Regions from separate parts of the Gossypium hirsutum genome. Here all the other regions are linked to region 3. A link is a contact called in public Hi-C data. All regions are on one chromosome and are shown on one strand. The core of a region is the stretch at or near the end of the contact, and the rest is flanking DNA. Distances in the headings are between cores, read along the strand shown.

What was found. Hi-C and Micro-C count contacts between places; a contact is called where the count stands out from the background.
Region 1: a contact with region 3 is called in a Hi-C map of leaf, with 2.1 times the contacts expected there. The contact joins the promoter of LOC107913376 here to the promoter of LOC107913402 in region 3. A contact is called at or near these places in 2 of 34 Hi-C or Micro-C datasets (leaf and petal).
Region 2: a Hi-C map of leaf shows a contact between it and region 3, with 1.8 times the contacts expected there. The contact joins the promoter of LOC107913398 here to the promoter of LOC107913402 in region 3. A contact is called at or near these places in 3 of 34 Hi-C or Micro-C datasets (leaf and petal).
Region 4: a Hi-C map of leaf shows a contact between it and region 3, with 2.2 times the contacts expected there. The contact joins the promoter of LOC107913396 here to the promoter of LOC107913402 in region 3. A contact is called at or near these places in 3 of 34 Hi-C or Micro-C datasets (all in leaf).

What each region holds. Positions count from the first base shown.
Region 1 is chrD11:32,829,567-32,832,923 of Gossypium_hirsutum_v2.1, forward strand. LOC107913376 reads left to right here and starts at 1,368. Exons shown (of 3, transcript XR_005920435.1): 1 at 1,368-2,248; 2 at 2,469-2,608.
Region 2 is chrD11:32,044,495-32,047,859 of Gossypium_hirsutum_v2.1, forward strand. It overlaps LOC107913398 (IST1 homolog), which reads left to right and starts at 1,786. Exons shown (of 2, transcript XM_016841965.2): 1 at 1,786-2,294; 2 at 2,376-3,365. The coding sequence starts at 2,005. The coding sequence ends at 3,201.
Region 3 is chrD11:32,374,803-32,377,959 of Gossypium_hirsutum_v2.1, forward strand. LOC107913402 (zinc-finger homeodomain protein 2) reads right to left here and starts at 1,721. Exons shown (of 2, transcript XM_016841974.2): 1 at 635-1,721; 2 at 77-332. The coding sequence starts at 1,340. The coding sequence ends at 274.
Region 4 is chrD11:32,005,937-32,009,154 of Gossypium_hirsutum_v2.1, forward strand. LOC107913396 (IMPACT family member in pol 5'region) reads right to left here and starts at 1,690. Exons shown (of 5, transcript XM_041104045.1): 1 at 1,269-1,690; 2 at 1,076-1,191; 3 at 889-994; 4 at 739-792. The coding sequence starts at 1,571.

The DNA.
Region 1 (3,357 bases), core at 118-2,617, 450 kb after region 3:
TTACTGATTATTTTTTAATTTATATATTAAAAATTTTCTTATATAATTGTAAAAGAGATAGTATTAATTTTAAAATATTGAATTAATTATCACTATAGTTTAGGATTTTTGGTTTAAGGTATATGATTTATTTAAGATTTAAGGCCGGTTTAGGAGTTACTATTTTAAGGTTTAGGGAGCATGGATTTAGGGATTATGGATTAGGGATTGTGGTTTAAGGGTTGGGATTTAAGGTTTAGGGGTTAGGGGTTTGGTTGTTAAGAGCTAGGGATTTAAGGTTTAGGGATTCATGGGTCGGGTTAGGGTTTTGGGTTTAGATTAATTATTTTTTAATTTATATTTTAAATATGTTTTTAATTTATATATTAAATAATTTCATATATAATTGAAAAAGATAAGATAGTATTAATTTTAAAATATTTAATTAATTTTCATAATAGTTTAGGTTTATATGATTTATAGTATATGGTTAATTTAAGATTTAAGGCCAGTTTAAGAGTTACTATTTTAAGATTTGGGGATTATATATGGATTTAGGGATTATGGTTTAAGGTTTGAGATTTAGGGGTTAGGGGTAAAGAGTTAGGGGTTAGGGGTTAAGAGTTAGGGATTTAGGGTTTCAAAGGTCGGGTTAAGGTTTAGGGTTTAGATTAATTAGTTTTTTTAATTTGTATATTAAATATGTCCTTATATAATTGTAAAATATATAATAATAAATTTAATATATTGAAATTATGAGTATAGTTTATATTATTTCAGAGATATATAATAGATAGACTTTATGTATATTGAATGGTTAATTTAGGGTTTAAGGTTTATTTGAGATTTGTTAAATGATACAATTTTATACAATTAATTAATGCTTTTATATTTAAAAATATTTAATCTAAACCATTTGATATATTTGATATGGATATATACGTAATTATTTAATTTGGATAGGACCAAATTATAAGAAAAATAAAATACAAAAATAAAAAATGAAATAAAAAACTAAAATTTATAATTTTTCTAATTCTTTTAAACATTACTTAAAATTTTAATAATTTTTTATGTAAAATTTATATGAAAGATACAATAATTGAATATAAAAAAATATGCGAGCTTTAGTGGCGTTTTCAGCAAAAAAACGCCATTACTATGTATTAAAATTTCTCAAAACGGCGCCGTTTAAATAAAATAATTTAAAATTTTTAGTGACGTTTTCAAGAAAAACGCCGCAAAAAATAGACATTACCGGCGTTTTAATAAAAAACGCCGTAAACATATACTGCAATTTTTCAAAACGGTGTCATTTCAGTTTAGGTAGTGACGTTTTTTCTTTAAAACGCCGCAAATATAGAAGCAAATAACAGGTAATCAAAATCCCGCTCACTCCTAAAAAAAAATTTTGGTTACCCGCTCATTACTCCCTCTTCTTCTCATCTCCGTCGTGCGCCCTAAATTCCCCAAATAAAAGTTTGTTTTTCTTCAGCTGAAATCCCCCAAATTTCCCATTTCCAACAACAGACTTCAAGGAAGAAAACCAGAAGATGGGATGGAATCACCAAACATATCCCTGGAAGAAATGATGAAACTGATAGAAGGGTTTGTTGATATCCTGGTTTTGTCTTCTGGGTATCAATCCTCTGGTCTTCCCACTCACTGGGACTCTGATAACATCAAGCGAGGCTTTCAATGGGCCCTCTTCTTTGAAAATGTTTATCAAGAGTCTATTCAGGAGCTTGATGCAGCTCTGTCCAAAATGACATCGCATCCGTCCTTTCCTCAGGTTCTGGTCTTTATATATGCTGCTTTCTTATTTACTAATTGTTACTCTTAGAAAGGCAAGAAGTTTTTTGTCGGAACACTTGCTCCATAATTTACCATTGAGGGATTCACATCTAAGAGCTGTTATTATAGTAATTGTGGAGATGGATCTTAGTGACCTTTCGCAGACAGAGCATGACTGTCTCAATGCATATTTGAATAATTTGACACTACAAAGCAGGATTTGTATGAGGGATACCAGTACATCATCTCCAGATTTGACTCCGACTGTTCAAACCGAAAAGTCTGGTATTGATAATTTTACTAAAATTGCTCTTCATGAACTCTTCAGGAGACAATTTTCTGTGTCATGCGTTTCAGTTATTGAGGAAGAATTGGATTTTCTTTCTAATGCCATGAGACATAGCAGTCGGACTGACTCTGACTCCAGCCTATTTAGGGAGCAAATGAATCATGAAATAGTTCCAGCTTTGTTGCGGTAGGTAACAATATTTATTGCTAGTGATTCCTAGTTGGAAATCATGGAAGTAGAGAAATATGAATGGCGAATCATAGTTTGTAAAAGGTGATGGAATCTGTTTAAGTTCTTAACATCACCCTTTTAGAGTCTAAAAAGGCCATCCTATTGTTTTCTTTGTAACTCATGGATCTCCCTAGTTTATATTTCAACTAGCAATTTTCTGATGTGGTATTTGCAGTCTGCAAGATTCTTTAACAGATCAAATGCTTACTATTTATGACTTTCCATAAAGTCTGAGCCAATGCACAATGGAAAAAGGTGTTTGGGCAGGTGCACATTTCTGACAAAAGTAGAAAAAATGATCTGCACCAGGCAATCGTAAGTTCGTTCTACTTGATATAAATAGTAATGATGGAAGCTTGCTTTACCATGGTTGATGTGTATCCTAGCAGTGAGTGTACCATGGTTGTGCATGGCAATTACTTGTCTAGTTCTAGCACTTTATTTATTCTATGTTTTTTGGCCGTCATGTCATGTGTCCATCTAATATAGCTATGATAGATTTTAAAGCCTGGGAAGTATGAAGTTTTGGTATGCTATGGTCTGCATTATTTTCCTCTTGCATATTTGGACTTTGAATGTACATTGGTAACTTAGACAGTATTGAGAGAAAAAAGAGAAAAAGTAAAGCTTAGAAGCAGAGTGTCAGTGTCACGAAAACACAAATGGGGGGAGAAGATGGATGCTGTTTGTTTTTAGTCTCTCTATCATTCATTTTACTTTTATGCCTTTTTTTTAACATTGCATTTATTATTCAGAAAAATAATCAATCTAAAGAGTAATATAGGGACTTGAATTTTGTAGTTTATTTTAATTTGGTCTTCGAACTTTTTTATCCATATTTGTTTTAGACTTGATATTTTCTAAATTTTGGTTTGTGATTATATGATACTTTTTTTATTCATATCAGTCCCTAACATGGATTAAATCAATCTATTGACCCTTGATTTACTGACTTATTGCAAAAATGTAGATTGCTATGATAGAATCCTATTTACGGACTAATAAGATGTTTGTAGACTACGAGGTAAATATACACCATATGTTCTTTCTTCTATAGTACCTGA
Region 2 (3,365 bases), core at 536-3,035, 330 kb before region 3:
ATTTATATTTTTTAAGCGTTAATAATTTGTCATATATATTTTAATATGTTTGTATATTAAGAAAAAAAATTTAAAAATTGATTCGACAACTTATGATTTGAGAAATATAAGCCCAATCCAAATCGAATGGTATTTTTTATTTAATTTATGATTATTTTAATTTTATATGATGTAAAAATAAATATTTTATATTAAAATGGTGAAAATAACTTAAAAGTTTTATTTTAAAAAATACTTTTTAAAAAATAATATATAAAAGTTGTTGATTTTTTTATTACTTGAAAATTGTTTTTTTAGAAATAATCATAAAAAAGACTTTAAAACTTATCAAATAATAGCCAAAAATATAAAGCAAAGCTCATTTGTTAAAATAAATCCAAAAATTCAAAATTTAAGAATCAATAAGGAAAAACCAAAAACCAAACTAAATTGAATTATGATGATGAATTCGCAAAAGTCCAAAAGAATTGACGAATCAAACCGTGAGCACCCCTAACTTTTTGTGTCATTTTATATTTTAACAAGCTAATTAGCTAGAATAGATAATCCATACATTTAAATAGGATGAGACTCGAACATGTGATCTCAAAGTTCTCAGAAACCTCATTGGAAATGCATCTAATGTTAGAATATGCCATAAATCCTTGCATTATTCATATATTTGAGGTTTAATCCATTTACTTTTAATTCTAGGAAATTAGCTCTTCTATTTTTTAGATTTCAAAATTTAAGTATAATCGTAAACACTTTTAAAATTATTTTGTTAAATTTAGGTTCAATACAAACATAATTTTTTAGCTACATTGCTATCAAGTGAGTTTTTTTTTAAATTTTAAAATGTCACATCTATAAATTTAAACAGAATTTATTAGTGTTAACAATTAACCTGGTTTTTGAAATCTAAAAAGCAGAGGAACTAAATTCTTAAAAATCAAAGTATATGGATTAAATTTTTGAACATACCACACTTCTACCCATAACACATTCTCTACGCTTAAATTAAAACTCCTAATTATTGCAATAGCAATTGAATAAAAAAAATCATGTCTAATTCAATTGGCATAATGATTTATTTGACCCTCCAACTTTGTAAAAAAAATTATTTTAGCTCTCCATTTAATTTTTTTACCTCTTTTAGCCATTAAACTTATATTGTTTGTCAAATCACTTCACAATGGATGAAAAAATTAACAAATGTTAATTTTATTGACGTGACATACATGTGGATTGCCATGTGTATGCGATGTTAGCAATAATTAATTTTTTAAAATTAAAAAAATGTTAAAAATATTTTTTACACTTATTTAATAATTTATATATATATTAAAAAAATTTGAATTTTATTTTAAAAATTAATTAATTATTAATGTGGCAGTCCAGAATATGTCATTCCAGTAAAGTTAATAAACACTAACTTTTCCGTCCATTTTAGAAGTGATTTGATAAATAAAGCCAAATTTAAAAACTAAAATGATTTTTTTGGAGGGAGGTCTTATGGTTGGTAATGAAAACATAATAGGAAAATTATAATGAAATCGCAATATTAAAATTCAAACAGTAATTTTGAATGGGGAAACAATTTCAAACACTAAATCTACCAATTGAACCACATAAATAAGAAGTAGGTGTGGCACTTTATTGGGTATTGACTATTTCCAGGCAGTGGACCAACAAAATGTATAATTCTATTTACGAAAAGTAAATGGGTGCAACAAAAACAATCGTGTGGAAATATTCTATCATAGAAAATGACAAAGCCTCCACAAATTGACCAAACTCTCTTTGCCTCGTTCAAACCAAAGGAAAAAAAAACAATCAAAGTTCCAGGCTAGGTCGCAATTCCAATACCCAGATTTTCATTGGAAATAAATAAATCCCAAAACTGACACGTGCTTCATTCACTTTTATTGCAAAACATCACAACAGTCCACCATGTTGTTGGTTTTATAAGCAAATTTTTGTGCTTCTAAACTCTCTTCATTCTGAGGTTACTGAGACAGAAGCATGGGGAGGAAATTGGATGCTTTGCTTGGAAGAAACTTCAAGGCTTCCAAGTTTAAAACTCTGGCCAAGCTTGCTATTTCTCGGATCGGTATCTTGAAGAACCAGCATCAAGTACGGTGTACCCACGCCCGGTCTGATGTGATTGAACTCCTTAACCTCGGTCACCATGAACAGGCCCTTCTTCGTGTAGAGCATTTGATTAGAGAACAGAATATGGTGGATGCATTTACTATCATGGAAACCTACTGTAATTTGTTGATAGAGAGGGTCATGCTGATTCAAAAGAACAAGTAAGTTTGGTTTAATATTTTTCCTCTTGGTTTTATATTAAGTTCTCTGAAATTTGACATGCTTCTCGACCATGTATATAGGGAATGTCCTGATGAGCTTAAAGAGGCAGCATCGACCTTGATGTTTGCATCATCAAGGTGTGGTGAATTCCCTGAGCTTCTTCACATTCGTGGGGTTTTTTCATCGACTTTCGGGAAAGAATTTGTGGTTCGTGCCATTGAATTACGCAACAATTGCAGTGTGAATCCTAAGGTGATACAAAAGCTTTCAACACTGCGGCCAAGCTTAGAAAGCAAGTTAAAATTGCTCAAGGAGATTGCTACTGAAAAGGGTATCACCTTGCATTTGGAGGAAATGGCTGTAGAGGTGAGGAACTTAACTGAGTCAGCCAACGATTTGCCTGTAGGAAAAGACATGGATGAAAGCTTAAGTGAGTCAATGAAAGCAAGGAAAAAGTACAAAGATGTGGCAGATGCTGCTCAAGAGGCTTTCGTATCAGCAGCTTATGCAGCAGCAGCAGCACGAGCAGCTGTGGAGCTCTCAAGAATTGAACCCCAAGACTTTGATTCTCCAAATAATGCCATGGCCCGAAGCGAAGACCTGGAGCTGAATGAAACGGAAGAGACTAGACAAAGTTTATCCAGAGAAAGGACAGTTTCTAGTTCAAGTTCAGATTCGGATGCAGACCTTTCAGGTGAGGAAAGTGATGGGGAGAAGGCAAAAGAGGAGCCACACACACAGCCCCATGAGTTGAGCTATGAGATTACCCAAAGTGATGAAGTCAATAAGGATGAAAGCAAGTTGGGATATCAATCTTCAAAGCTGAAGAACACTGAAAGCTTTGAAGAGCATTTGAATTCACGTAAGAACAAAAAATGGGTGTCGATGAGGACTAGAAGAGATTAGACCATGGGATCTGATTTTTATTTATTTTAATTTGTTAGTGAAATTTTGTTTGTTGCTCTATCTCATCATCATCATTATTATTATTATTATTATTATTATTTGGTTAATATATTTATTTTTTCCTAATACACACAGCTGGACCTGATGAGATTCTTTTATTTGAT
Region 3 (3,157 bases), core at 471-2,970:
CCCAAGCACATATATCAATGTTAGCGCGGCATGAAGATTTCCCTAAACAAAAAAGTTTGATTAGAAGCAAAAGATCTCATGCAAAGGACCATTAACTCTGAAATTGCAGATAAACTCACGTACAAAGGATATGTTCAATATATCATACAAGGAAAATCATGGTTAATCCAATTCCTTGCTTCTTATCTCGGTTAATTACACAAAGAAGATCTTACTCGTGAGAAGCTCATAATCCATCCCCATGCTCATAAACCTGTTAAAGCTCTTCCATGTTCACGCCTCTTGCATTGTATTGCATTGCATGTCTCCACTTTGCCTCAATGCACCATTATCTAAACCCATTTTCACATTAAAATAGAGCTTTGATATGCAACAAAATCAAAGATATTAGAACTAAAAAATCTTCATCTCATTAGAGCTAAAATTAAGTAGCCATTAACATTATGTAACAATATTAATATTAGTAACCTACCCTTCAACATCATAATAACTACAAAAGTACCAAATGTTAACCCGCCCCCACCCCCAAAGTAACCCTAAAAAATCTAACTAAAATCCCCCCAAGTTTTTCTTTTCTCATTTTTGTTTTCCACTCACTCTAAACCGTGAAGAAGGTGTTTCTAGGGTTTCTTACCAAGAGTGTTCTTGTTATTATGCATCCAAACTTTGAAGACATGCCTTTTGACCCCAGTTTCGTTGCAGAACTGTTGAACAATCGCTTCATCTTGTTTCTGAATCCGCCACCCTAACCTCTCAGCCAAAGCCAACATCTTCTCCTTTTGTTCCTGCGTGAACTTTGTTCGAAACCTCTTCCTCGAACTCCCTTGATTCGAAACATCATCTTGATCTTCCCTGCTGTGTCCTCCGACGCCTCCTGATATCGATGGTAGGGCTAACGGCCTTTGCTGTCCAGCCATGTGGAGGCACCCCGTTGGGGGTCTAAAGTAAGGAGTGAATTGCGGTGGTTGGTGGTGGGGGTGGTGGAAGTAGAGGTCCGTCATGGGGACGGAGTGTGGGGAACCCAGCTCCGTTTCCTTACGGTGGAAGTTCCGGTGGCAGTTACAAGCTGCGCATTTGAGAGCATCGAGGGTACCTTCGGTTCCAGCTGGCATGAACTCACCGCAACCGTCGACGGCGTGACCGCCGATTCCCACCGCGTGGTTCTTCAAGCACTCTCTATACCTTGGTTTCCTCTGCTGCTGTTGCTGCTGCTGACCCGTTGGAGTTATCGAACCCGGTTCGACACCTGACATTTTGACTCGAGATGAGTTTGCAAGCGGGTCATAACTCGGTGCCAAACCCATCTCTTCTTCTTGCTCCTCTTGATCCTCAAACTCCATTTCTCCCACCAAAGACAAAAATTTACCCCCCGCAAAAAAGAGATTTTTATAAAAAGAAAAAGCGCCCTTTTCTTCACTAATAGAGACGAAAAAAAAGATAAGAGGAGCAAGACAGTGTGACCATAATTTTTTTTTCCCCTTGAACCTGTCTTTTTATCTGCAAAAGAAGCAGTTTTCTTCTCTCTTTTCTTTTCTTTTTTTTTTTACCAAGGATCCTTCTTGATCACTCTCCCGTTCCAAAACAAATATCTGTTAACTCCTCATCTCATTTATTTATGTGTTGATTTGTTTTTTGTTTTTTTTTTACTGAACTGTAAAATACATTGGGCTGGTTTATAAGAATTAGAGAGGGTACAGTGAAGATAGCAGGGCTGGGGTTTGTCCACTGTTGGGTACAGTCTGCAAAGCGGACAAAATAAAGGAATCCAACGCTTCACGCGCCAACCACGCTCTTCTCTCAACACTGAAACTTACGTTATTTATTTTGGATTGGAATGGGACCCTTTCAGATGGTGTTGTACTCTCGCGTAATCTCGTTACGGAAAGGTGGGACATGAAAGTGAGGTCAGGTGGCGCGTGAGGCGGCGCGTAAAGAGATAGTACGGGGGTTGCAGAAGATGGGGGACACGGAATTACTTGGGGAAGCAATAAATTGTCGGTATTAAAAGCGAAGCTTGGGCACGACGTCTTACGTGTGTGCCAAAGTTTCCGACATAAGTGGTGACGCGGTGTTGGCGTCAACATGTAATTAATTTTCCCGCTAGGTTCTGTAAGAGAGAGAGAAAATTAAGGACAGAGAGGGCAATAGTAGGAGCTTAAATATGGTTATTAATACTCTCCTCTGATTCGCGTGCAAGGAACGTGCTAGTAACTCATTAGTGCGGCGGTTTGTGTTTCGAGGTCAAGTGTCTTTGCCAAACCCAAACCATGCAGGCATGGCATGCACACAATAGGGTGATTGGGGGAGATGTTCTTTTTCTGACTATTGCTTTTTCTTTCCACAAAATTTCAAATAGAAATAGTGTTAGTAAAAAGCCGATTAGAAAATTTTCGGTCCAGAATTTAATTTGAATATAAAATCATAAGAAATCTACTGCTTTTCTATTGGTTCAAAATAGCCTAATGTGTACATATATATTGAGAATTCGGGATAAAAATCAAGAGGCCACAAGCTGTTTGACATTAATAATTAATGATTCCCCTTCCAATTCCACCCAAAATTAATGTCATATATATATTTAAAAATATAGATATTATCTTTAAAAGATATAGAAATTAAATAAAAAATTGAAAATGTTCCACTTGTTAAACATTGATTTATAGTTAATTTATCCTATTTCAACATTTTCATTTTTATTTAATTTCTATATCTTTAAAGATAATATCTATGTTTTTAAATTTCAATTAAATGATTTATAGTTAATCATCCATTAATTTAACTTAAATAAATTTCTATTTATTTAATATAGCTTTTATATTATCTAGGTTAGTTTTTATTTTAATAATTAAATATTACCCATACTTAGTTTTTAAGTTAATTTTATGTTTAAAAATACATATTTTCTTAATTAAACATAAATTTAAAATTTAAATAAATATAAATTTAAGTTGTTAATTTATCGATTTTATCGAATTAAATTTATGAAAAGATTATTAGAGATTATATTAATATTTTTACTAAAAGTGGTTCGAATCTTAGTAAATGTACTTAGACATTAATAAGCAAAAACCTTTTAAGTATAAAAATACGTAAGTGCTTTTATTTTTATTTTTTTAATTTTTAAAATTTTTTGATAGAATTAATGTTAGGAAAAATA
Region 4 (3,218 bases), core at 440-2,939, 370 kb before region 3:
TAATTAGTTATCACCTCTACATAACTAAAACCAAATATAAATATAAAGTTGAGAGCAAATAAAAAGAAGGCATAAAATGGGAGAGAATTATATAGCTTGTTTTGATCCCCAAAAGTTAAATAAATAGTTTAAAATCATCTTATCCCTAATTAAGAGATACCATTCTTTTGAACCCAGAGTTTAACTCGGTTGGTTCATGCAATTACCCTTAAGAGGTGGTATTCACATAATCTGGGATCCAAATCACAGCATCTGTAATCCTTAGTTTACAACCTACTTTGTAACATGCTGGTTCCAGAAAATGATTCATTCGAGGTCACAATATGACTCAGATGAACTGAAACTAACACTTACAAATAGACATGAAAAAATTGACTTGTTACTAAAGGGACATGTCACTAGAGAAACAAGCAAGCGGCATCCAAGGATGTTACAATCATTATTCATACACATCCTAATGGTGATAATCAGATGAGAAACTACAACCACACACATTCCAATCATGCTAATCGGATCAGAAACTAAATTACATAACCAACACAATCTGACGGCGATAAGCCAATAATTGGATGAGAAACCACATTAAGAGAAATTTATATAAAAGAAGCATAAAATTTTTCTACTTTTTATTTGTAAACATTATATGCAAACAACTAACAGACACTAAACACTAACCATAAAATATCAATTTACTTGGCATTTAGAAGGACTAATTTAAACAGGGAAAAAATTGCTCACTTGATGGTATAGAACTCCCAAAAGATCGAAAGGAACCTCCACTCCCATTGGAACCTTCAAAAATTCCAATCAAATATCAACATTTCCAAATATTAAAATCATAAAATTTAAAAATTAAAATTGTCATACATAGATTATTTCCATTCTTACTTTAGATTTTACAAGACAAGTTGGAGCATTTCTCAAGCATTCCGAGGCCACTCCACCATAAGCCCTAACAAGTCCTCCCGTTCCCAATTTAATTCCCCCAAAATACCTGAAATTTATTTGAAGATTCATGTTATTTGTCCCTTCAATTTTGATCATGGCAATATATGTCAAAAGTAAATAAATATACCTAATAACGACCACCATGATTCTGTCTAAACCTGAAGAAACAATTGCAGAATGAATCGGCTTCCCCGCCGTTCCAGAAGGTTCGCCGTCATCATTCGACCGATACTGATCCCCAACCTATTAAACTTTTGATAGGTCAATTATGAGGTAAGATGAATGAGATGATAGAAAAGCGTGGTGTCATATTAGATTACCTTGTAAGCCCAACAATTGTGAGTGGCACGCGGATCCTTGACTTGGTTGAGGAAAGAGTGAGCGGACTGCTCGTTAGAGATGGGACCAGCGATGGCGATGAATTTGCTCTTTTTTATTTCTTTTTCGAATGTTACTGTTTCTTTAATGGTGGTGAAGGCGCCTGCGTTGCTGGGGGTGCCGGAGCTGCTGGCGGTAGTGACCATTGGTTTTTTGGCGGTGTAGAGGGCGGAAATTGAGGCGGAGAGGCAGTGGTTGACCTTGTGGCAGTAGCGATAGCCAGGTGTTGTTATTACAACTGGCATTTGCTTGTTTTTGGTTCTTTTCGTTTCAATAAAATCAGTGACAAACAAGCCTTTTTCGTACTCCGGCAGCCGTTTCAAAAGGTAGTCCACTCGTATTTAAACGAGACGTTGCAACAACCATTTTACTATTTTTCTTATTAAAATTTAATCTATATATTTTTATTTTTCGAAATTTAGTTCCTCTATTAAGCGAGTTTTTTTATTTTAAAATATTACACTAATAAATTTAATAAACAATTAATAACAATTAATTTGAATGTAATAAAAAATTAATACAATTTTATCTAATTATTCTAGTGTATATTTGTTGGGTTATTCACTCTTTAATATTTAATATATGCTCATTATTATCATTTGTTGGTAATTGATCAAGTTAATCATCATCTGAATTTTAATCTACATCATTAATATTATCAAGATATTCTTTTTTCATGTACTTTTCGAAGCACATGGATCATCTCAATTCCACTTAATGATTGAAGTTATGAAATAAGCAACATGTTAGTACCATACAACCTTTTTTTTATATTATAATAAGGTGATGTTAATAGCGGAAATATTTTTTTAGATCAACAAATTTCTTCTCAATCACATTTCGAAGCCTTGAATATCTCAAATTAAAGAGTTTGTAAGCTGTTCAAAGTGCTACCAACGACATGTCCTTAATCTAATTGTAATAAGGAGGCAACCATTATAACATTTATAAGGATTTTGAATTTCTTGGGTTAGTATGGAATATATATATATTTATATAAGATAAATTTTTAGATTTTTGTGCAAATAAACAAGTGAGATAAGCTATGTATACAATGATAAGATCACTTTAAATTTTGGAGATTTTCACCTCCTATTTAAGAATATTGTTTAAAGATTGAGTTAGGTAAGGGTTTCTAAACAGACCTTGACATATATAGATGTCAATATTTATTTAAATTTTCGAGATTTTCTTTAAAGATAGTCTAAGATTTAGTTTTGTAGGATTTTAAAAGAACCTTGAGTGTGGAAATTGGTTTAAATATTAAAATGCTACAAAAACACATAAACAAGGGTTTTAAATTTTTTACTGTGAGTTCAACACCCAAGAATGTTAAAGGTACTTGTAATCGTTACCCTGTTTCCAATGAACTTGCGGATGCAAGAGATACAAGGGGCCCTAACACCTGTAATATGTATTAATTTGATATTTAATAGTTATTAATACCTTTATTACGTTTTGTTTTTAAAATTTAACTTGTTTTGATATTTTGATGGGATATATAAATTTATCTGTTAAAAATATTTGTTTGGTACACGAAAAGTTACCTTTATTAATTTTATAATCTATAATACATATCTATAGTTAGAAACAATCCCAAATGGATCTCTTTAAACACCTGTCCAAACTTAATGTAGTGACATTGGGTTTTTGTTTCAAGCGGATGAAAAATTACAAATTAAGTTGAAGCAAATATTTATAATTTAAGTTATGATAATAAATAATTAGAAATATGAGATTTTTAAACTTTGTACACAAAATTGGAAGAGTAATAAATTACGAATAAATAAATATTGTTATGAATATCTTATTAAGTGGATGTCCATCATGATCAAGATAAACTTTTAATGTACTTTAAATTCTAATAGCTATTAGAATTAATCTCTATTTCT